Linked DNA regions of Callithrix jacchus: region 1 is linked to region 2. A link is a contact called in public Hi-C data. All regions are on one chromosome and are shown on one strand. The core of a region is the stretch at or near the end of the contact, and the rest is flanking DNA. Distances in the headings are between cores, read along the strand shown.

Region 1 (3,414 bases), core at 714-3,213, 60 kb before region 2:
AGCATAAGGGGGACTGCCACAGAAGGTGTCCAGCTTGTTCCCAAAGGTGAATTCATTGCTGAAGCCAAAGTCTGCAATCTTGATGTTCATGTCAGCATCCAAGAGCAAGTTTTCTGCCTGGGAGGTAAGATGGAAAACATGAGGGAAGAAGTGAAACAGACTAAGGCCCCAGGCAGGAAGGAGCTGAGGGGAATGGGAGAACAAATGGGAAGTCATCTTCAGTCTCAGAACCTTCTCCACCAATTTCAGGGCAGGGCTTCAATCAGCGTGCAGGCTGGGCAGGAGGATGGCAGTGTAGGCCACTCCTCACACGGGCAGCAATGAGAGACTGGGATCAGAAGGCCCAGAGACCCTGTGAGCTGTGCAAAGCTTCAGCATCAGGCCCAGGTTAATCAAATCATGTCTGTGAGGACTTGGCAGCCAGAAGACTCACAGGTGTCCTCAAACTTGAGCATCTTGGTAATGGAGATGGTATATGCGTGCGTGCCTGCAAAGCAGCTGGGATACAGCTGCGGAACTTTCAGCACTCTTCCCTGGGTCAGCTACCAGGTTGCCTGAAAGACCGAAAAAGCCTGGAGTGTGCCTGCCTTGCCTGGCAGCACTGAAGAGTGATGTGCTGGGAGGTGAAATGGCAGAGGCCCCCTGCTCACAGGCTGGGGTGGAACCCAAGGTCCAGCCGCAAGGTCTCTATCAGAAGCAGCCCTAGGGGCTTTCTGGTCATCTCAAAAAAACAAATGAAAGCCTCGAGTTTCCTGGAAGACTCAGGGCCTGATGGTTATTGATGGTTTTATCATGGAGAACCAAGAGGGACAACCTAGCCCCCACTTACAGGCACAAGGAGAAGTGCGTGCCTTACCTTTAAGTCTCTATGAACAATAAACTTCTGGTGACAGTACTGCACAGCAGACACTATCTGAAAGGAAGGAAGAAGGGTTAACCCAGGGGCACCTGAGAGTGGGCCACGGGGCCTGGCAGAGCAGTGACCCTGTGACCTAGTGCTAAGCTGCCACACAGATAAGCAGAGCCCAAAGTACAGGCAGCTTATCCTTACATGTCAAACCCCAAAAGGCAGAGGTCGGGCCCAGAGCCTGTGGATGGAGTCACACCTACCTGGCGGAATTTGGCTCGAGCCTCTTTTTCTTTCATCCTGCCGTGAGCCACAAGGTAATCAAATACCTCTCCTGTAAGAGACCAGGCAGGGACCTCAGTCTGAGCTGGCTGGACGTGGAAGAAGTAGGGACACAAGAGGAAGAGGCATTTCCACACCTACCGCCACTAGCGTACTCCATGACAAGGTAGAGCGTTTTCTCAGTCTCAATCACTTCAAATAATTTAACTACAAGAGAAAAGGCCAAGCCTTAAGTCAAGAAGCAGCAGGGGCCACATACTGCTCTCCAATATGTCCAGGAGCATCCTAGGGACGAAAGTCTCCCTTCCTTTCAGGATCTCCCACTCCCAAGAACAAGCTCCTCTCATGCCAGCCAAACTACTAAGGACAGCCCAGTGTGTCAGAAGGGGAGATGGATTTTGAGCTGAGCTTCCCCAGGAAACTCCTTGAAGACTGCAAACTCCAAAAGGCAGTGCATCTCAGAGAGAAGATGAGAAGCTGGAAAGCAGAGCCTCGCTGTTGGGGAAGAAGAGAGAAATGACAAGGTATGCTCACCTATGTTGGGATGGTTCAAAACCTTCATTATTCTTACTTCGCGGAATAGCTGGAAGATAAAATACCAGGGCTCAGGCATGCTCAACTTGCTCCCCTCAGGTCCCTCCAAACAGAGCCCCTGCTAGGACTTTTTTCCCCAGAAAATCAAAACCAGGCAGGGAAAAGAAAATAGCGTTGTTGTCTAGCTCATGCATGGCCTTCCCCGTGGCTGGGAAGCCAGGGAAGCTGGAGGAGGGCTGCTGTGGGGACTTGCTACCCAGCATGGCATCAGGATGAGCCAGCCATGCCCTCTGCTGCGTCTACCAAATCCAGCCCCAAAACAGCAGGCGGGTTTTGGCTGGGTGCCTCTACTGGAGGGAGTGCGAACCCATGTGCGTGAATATTCAGAACCCGAGCTGCTGCCTCGGTTCAGTGACAGCATACACCCCAGCTTGGTCTGTGTAAAGGGGTGGTAGAGCACCAGAGAGGGACCCCATCATTTTCTCATTTACAGCAGTCGGAGGGCTCTGTTCTAGAGGATAGGCCTTCAGGGTGATGATAGAAGAAGCCACTCCTATATATAGCTGATGCCAATTTTAATCAAATCCACCTCCACACACTCACGCTCTCTTTGTGAAACAAAACCAGGGGCTCCAAACCATGTACTTCCATAAAGAAAGATGACAGAAATGAACTCCTTCCCCTCTGCGGGGGCCAGAGAACTGGAGGTGGGGCTTTTTGAAATTCCAGGCCTCATCACTTGCACAAAGAAGAGAACTAGTTTTTGTTGTTGTTTTGTCAGGGGCTTAGGGGAAGCCCTACTTCAAGATATGGTTTATGGAGTAAAGTGAATACATTTGTTTCCCCTTTAATGATGCCCTAGAGCTCCTGAGCTAGAAAGGAAAAGAAGAAAGAGGCTTTCCAATCTTCAGGAACCCAGTGTTGACCTTACCCTTTATTAGAGCCTAGGTTTTTCTTTCTTTTTTCTTTTTTCGAGACAGAGTCTTGCTTTGTTGCCAGGCTCCAGGCTGGAGTGCAATGGCGCGATCCCAGCTCACTGCAATCTCCGCCTCCCGGGTTCAAGCAATTCTCCTGCCTCAGCCTCCCAAGTAGCTGGGACTACTGGCGCACACTACCACGCCCAGCTAATTTTTGTATTTTCAGTAGAGATGGGATTTCACCATGTTGGCCAGGGTTGTCTCGATCTCTTGACCTCGTGATCCACCCACCTTGGCCTTCCAAAGTGCTGGGATTACAGGCGTGAGCTACTGCGCCCAGCCAGAGCCTAGGTTTTTCTTACTTTCTTCCCTGGTCCAATAGATATTTTGGATGAAGAGGCAAAAAGCTTGGATACCACCCTCTGGGGAGTCATGGAGAGCAGCACTGAAATGGCGCCAGTGGTGGCTACCAGGGCTTCTTCCCCTGAGGGTGCTCACCCGGCATGAAAGCGGCATTCTTCTGGGAGAACTTGGGGTTTTCTGAGCTCGTCTAGACCCCTGAGGGAGCTAGATTCTTCAATATTCATTTTTTAGGAATCATTGCTGGGATCACATTTTTGGCCAGAATCAGACTGGCTTTAGTAACAAAGAGTCTCAAAGGTTTTGAAAATGGCTCTATTTGTCTGGTGTTGGTGCCTTCCAGAGAGTCAGGAAGAATTAGGGAGAAAAACAAGGCAGGGAATAAGATGGCTTGGTGGACTGGCAACTATTATGATGGCAGGCTAGACTGCTCCCAAGACCAAATGCCCATCCCATGCGGACTTCTACTTCTGT
Region 2 (3,672 bases), core at 638-3,137:
AGAGGGAGAGCACAATTTGGAAAACGACGAAGCAGGGTAGAAAATGTGAGGGAATTGCAAGGGGCCAAGATCGAGAGCACAGTCAGGGGCAAGGACCCTGAGGGTGATAACCAGAGACTAGCAGAACCGGTGCGGGCGGAGGGGAAGCGAGGCAGGAGAGACGAAGGGAGAGGTGGACAAAGATCTGTGGCAAATCGCCGGGTGCTGCTATTCGAGGGGCGGGAGGGTGGCTGCTTTAAGCGTGGGTGGAGGAAGACCAGAAAGGCCCCTGAGAGAAAAAGGGAAGAGAAAGGGAAGCTGGGGAGGTGACACGGAAGAGCGCAGGAGGGTGGTGAGGGGAGCGGGGGGGTTGGCAGAAAGACAAGTGTACAGCTTGTAGTCAGGACAAGGTGGGTCCCAGGTCAGGACTCGGAAGCGGTATGTGCGGGGCCGGAGCCGGGAGCCGGATGACAGGGCAGCCGAGGCTTGCAGGATGGCAGCAGGGGCACAAGGAGAGCAGAGGGAGGAGGCTCCGCAAGGTGCAAGGGGCCCAGCCAAAGAATTCGGGGAGCCCTCAGGGCTCCTTACCTGCTCCGTGTCCCTCTCGTTCAGCGTGGGTAGGGGGGTCCGGGCGCTGGACATGGCGCCGGTATCTCGGGGGAGGGAACCGAGAAGCTTGGAGGAAGGGAGGGAAGGGAAGGCGCGGAGCCCGGCCGGGCGGGGCTTCTCACAGCAGGAGCACCCGCCGCATGGGCCCCGGCCGGGGGTGCGGGGAGGCCGGGCAGCCGCTCACGCCAGCCCGGGGATGCGCCGCTCGGGCTAGGCCGCGCCGGCTCCGAGCGGCTCCGGACCGCACCCCCCCGACCCCCGGCTGGGCTGTGCCGCCCTTCGGCCGGGCCGCGCCGCTCCGCCTACTCTCTGCCGCCGCAGCCGGCCGCCTGCCTCGCTCCTCCCCTGCCCTCAGCGGCACTGCTCCGCGCCCGGCACACAGGCAGCCGCCGCCGGACCTGCTGCTCCCAACATGGCCGCCACCACCGCCGGCCCTCGGCTCTTTCCGCCGGCAGCAGCCGGAAACATCCGAAGCGGCTAGAAAAGGGAGGTGGGGAGCGCCTTCTCCTCCCGGCCACAGACTACGGGTGAATTCCGGAAACAGCCGAAGAAGGTAAACTCCGGGGACGCGCGCACCTCCTCGATTCCGAAGACGAAGTTTCGGCTCTGTTTACGGAAATTCACGAAGCGACCCCGGGTATCTACCCCTCCGCCCCCTTACACAACCATCCAGCCACGCCCACCGGTCTTCCCCCGCCCACTTCAAGAGGGCTTTCGGCAATTTCCGGAAACACCCGAAGCTGCTCCGCGTGCTGAGCCGGCCACGCCCCCTCCCGCCGCGCTGCTGAGGGCGGTCGTCGGCCATTTCCGGCAACACCCGAGGCCCTCCGAGCCCCCGGTTGTTTCCCCGGGTGGCTCTCGGAGTCTGATTCGCTTCGTGTCTTTCCGTCAGTTTTCGGGTATTTTCAAATCTTGAACGGGAAGCGTCGGTCACCTGTCAGTGCTTGTGATTTGACTAAATACAAAACAAGGTTGTTAGCCGTCCCTGCGATTAGCATCCTCTGGTTCTATAGCAACTTCCTGTCTGCATTTCTGTCCGTCTGTCGGTCGTCTCATAAAATCCACCTCCCTTTTATCATCTAGCCTATCAACATACCTGTCTTATGCAGAATCAGTCTATTGCCTGTCTGCTTCCTATCCACCACTTGCCATCGTCTATCTTGGCTTCTATGGATCCCCGCATCTAGTCCGCAGGGCTCGGCAAGGCCCCAGGCAGGCCCAGGGCAGCGTCCTCTGCACTGGATGCGGGAGCATCCGGGGCCCTGCAGTTCAGCCCCAGCTCTGCCAAGTGAAAATGCCGCGTGATCACATAACATCACTGAGTTTAGGCTCCTCTTTCCTATGCCTTTGCTCCTACATTGACACTCGAAATGACGTTTCTGTATTCCAATTACCTTTTAAAATGCCTCTGCAAGATAAGGTATTTAAAGTTTCTTTTCTTTCTTTCTCTGGGCCTCATTTTCCCCATCAGTAAAGTGAAGCCATTGGATTCATGAACTCTGAGGTCCCTCTCGGCTTTGGAGAGCCCTTGACTAACAGGAAATCTATTTGGCAACTGCAGTCAACTCCTCACTTCCCCTTACACTGTTACCAAGGACAGGCAGTATCCTGGGCTGATTTCCCCAGCACCAAGCTGTCCTCACCCACAGTAGCTGAAACACGTTGGAACCACACCCTCCCATCCATGGCTTAAGGTGGGCGGGAGGCAGAGGCCCCATGGAAGTCAGAAACCAGGCTCAAGCAACAGGTTCTCAAAGGTACACAGGAGCAGAGAGGACCCAGGAGTTATTGGGAAAACTGCTGATTGGTCCCCGGCTACTTGACCTCCAACTCCCAGTTACAGCATCTTGAGCCAGCCTTCATTCCATCAATCAGAGAAATAGGCATCTGAGCAGATGTAATTAGCGGGGGTATGAAAGTACTTCCTAAGGCAACAGGTATCACCCACACTCTTAGTAAATCCCTGGGACTCCAGCACAGTTTTCCATGCCCCACCCCAGCTCCATTCAGGCACCCACCCGTTGAGGAAGAAGGTGGTGAAGGTACACCAATAGAGGTGAGGAAGAGAGAGGAAGAGGACAGAGAACATTTCACTCCCCCAACCCAAATTCAATCCTTGAGAATCATCTGCCCTCTGGTGGCCAAAGGGAGATGCATTGCCTGGTATCACCTCTAATAAAAGCAGGGAAAATTCAGAGGAAGCAGTTGGTGGTTGATGTTCCAGCAGTCTTGCCCTGGTCCACACTCTCGTCTAAATAGACTCCAACTCCTCCATGCTTCTCACTGTAGCTCTAACCCCTGCCTCATCCCTTGGCCCTTGGCTGTGACCCCGACCCTACCTAACCGTTTCCTTACTAGCTTTGCAAAGGCTGTGGAGCTTGTCTCCCTGCCTTGATTCCCTCCAACCTACTGCACCAGACATGTCAGAATAATCTTCCCAAAGTCCAGCTCCAGTAATGTCTCTGCTCTGCTAGAAAGCTATCACCAGCTCCCTAATGGGTTATAGGCAGGACTGGCTTCATGGCCCCAGGACCCGTGCAGTCACACAGAGCCCTGAGCTCAGGACGGCCCTGAGCTTGGATTAATGCTCTGCCATCACCGTCTTGAAAAAAAAACAAACTTTTTTTTTAGACTAGATAGATAATGCTCTATCACCCAAGCTGCAGTGCAGTGGTGCAATCTCAGCCAACTGCAACCTCCACCTCCCGGGTTCAAGTGATTCTCATGCCTCAGCCTCCCCAGTAGCTGGGATTATAGGTGCCCACCACCATGCCTGGCTAATTTTTTTAGTTTTTAGTAGAGACAGGGTTTCACCATGTTGGCCAGGCTGGTCTTGAACTCCCAATCTCAAGTGATCCACCTTCCTCGGCCTCCAAAATTGCTGGGATTATAGGTGTGAGCCACCATGCCAGGCCCACCATCTTGAATTTTTTGACCAAAGGGGCCTTGCATTTCCATTTTGCACTGTGCCCCACAAGTTATGTAGCTGGTCCTGGCTGTAGGAAAAGCCTGCATTCAAAACTTTGCTCAATCCCACCTCACATTACCTTGCAATAACCTCTCCAACTATCACTGATCACACTT

What was found. A called contact is a pair of places that touch in the nucleus more often than the background predicts.
Region 1: a contact with region 2 is called in a Hi-C map of induced pluripotent stem cells, with 2.6 times the contacts expected there. The contact joins the enhancer-like site here to the promoter of MARK2 in region 2. A contact is called at or near these places in 2 of 3 Hi-C or Micro-C datasets (induced pluripotent stem cells and skeletal muscle).

Annotation. Positions count from the first base shown.
Region 1 is chr10:120,944,825-120,948,238 of calJac240_pri, reverse strand. MARK2 (microtubule affinity regulating kinase 2) reads right to left here. Exons shown (of 18, transcript XM_078341247.1): 4 at 1,664-1,712; 5 at 1,271-1,336; 6 at 1,111-1,181; 7 at 857-913; 8 at 1-117. Among named protein-coding and RNA genes, the nearest start is that of RCOR2, 19 kb to the left of the region's middle. Within about 2 kb of position 1,963, at least 3 of the 16 cell types and tissues checked have an H3K27ac peak or open chromatin away from gene starts, as enhancers often do.
Region 2 is chr10:120,884,907-120,888,578 of calJac240_pri, reverse strand. MARK2 (microtubule affinity regulating kinase 2) reads right to left here and starts at 1,887. Exons shown (of 18, transcript XM_078341247.1): 1 at 1,685-1,887.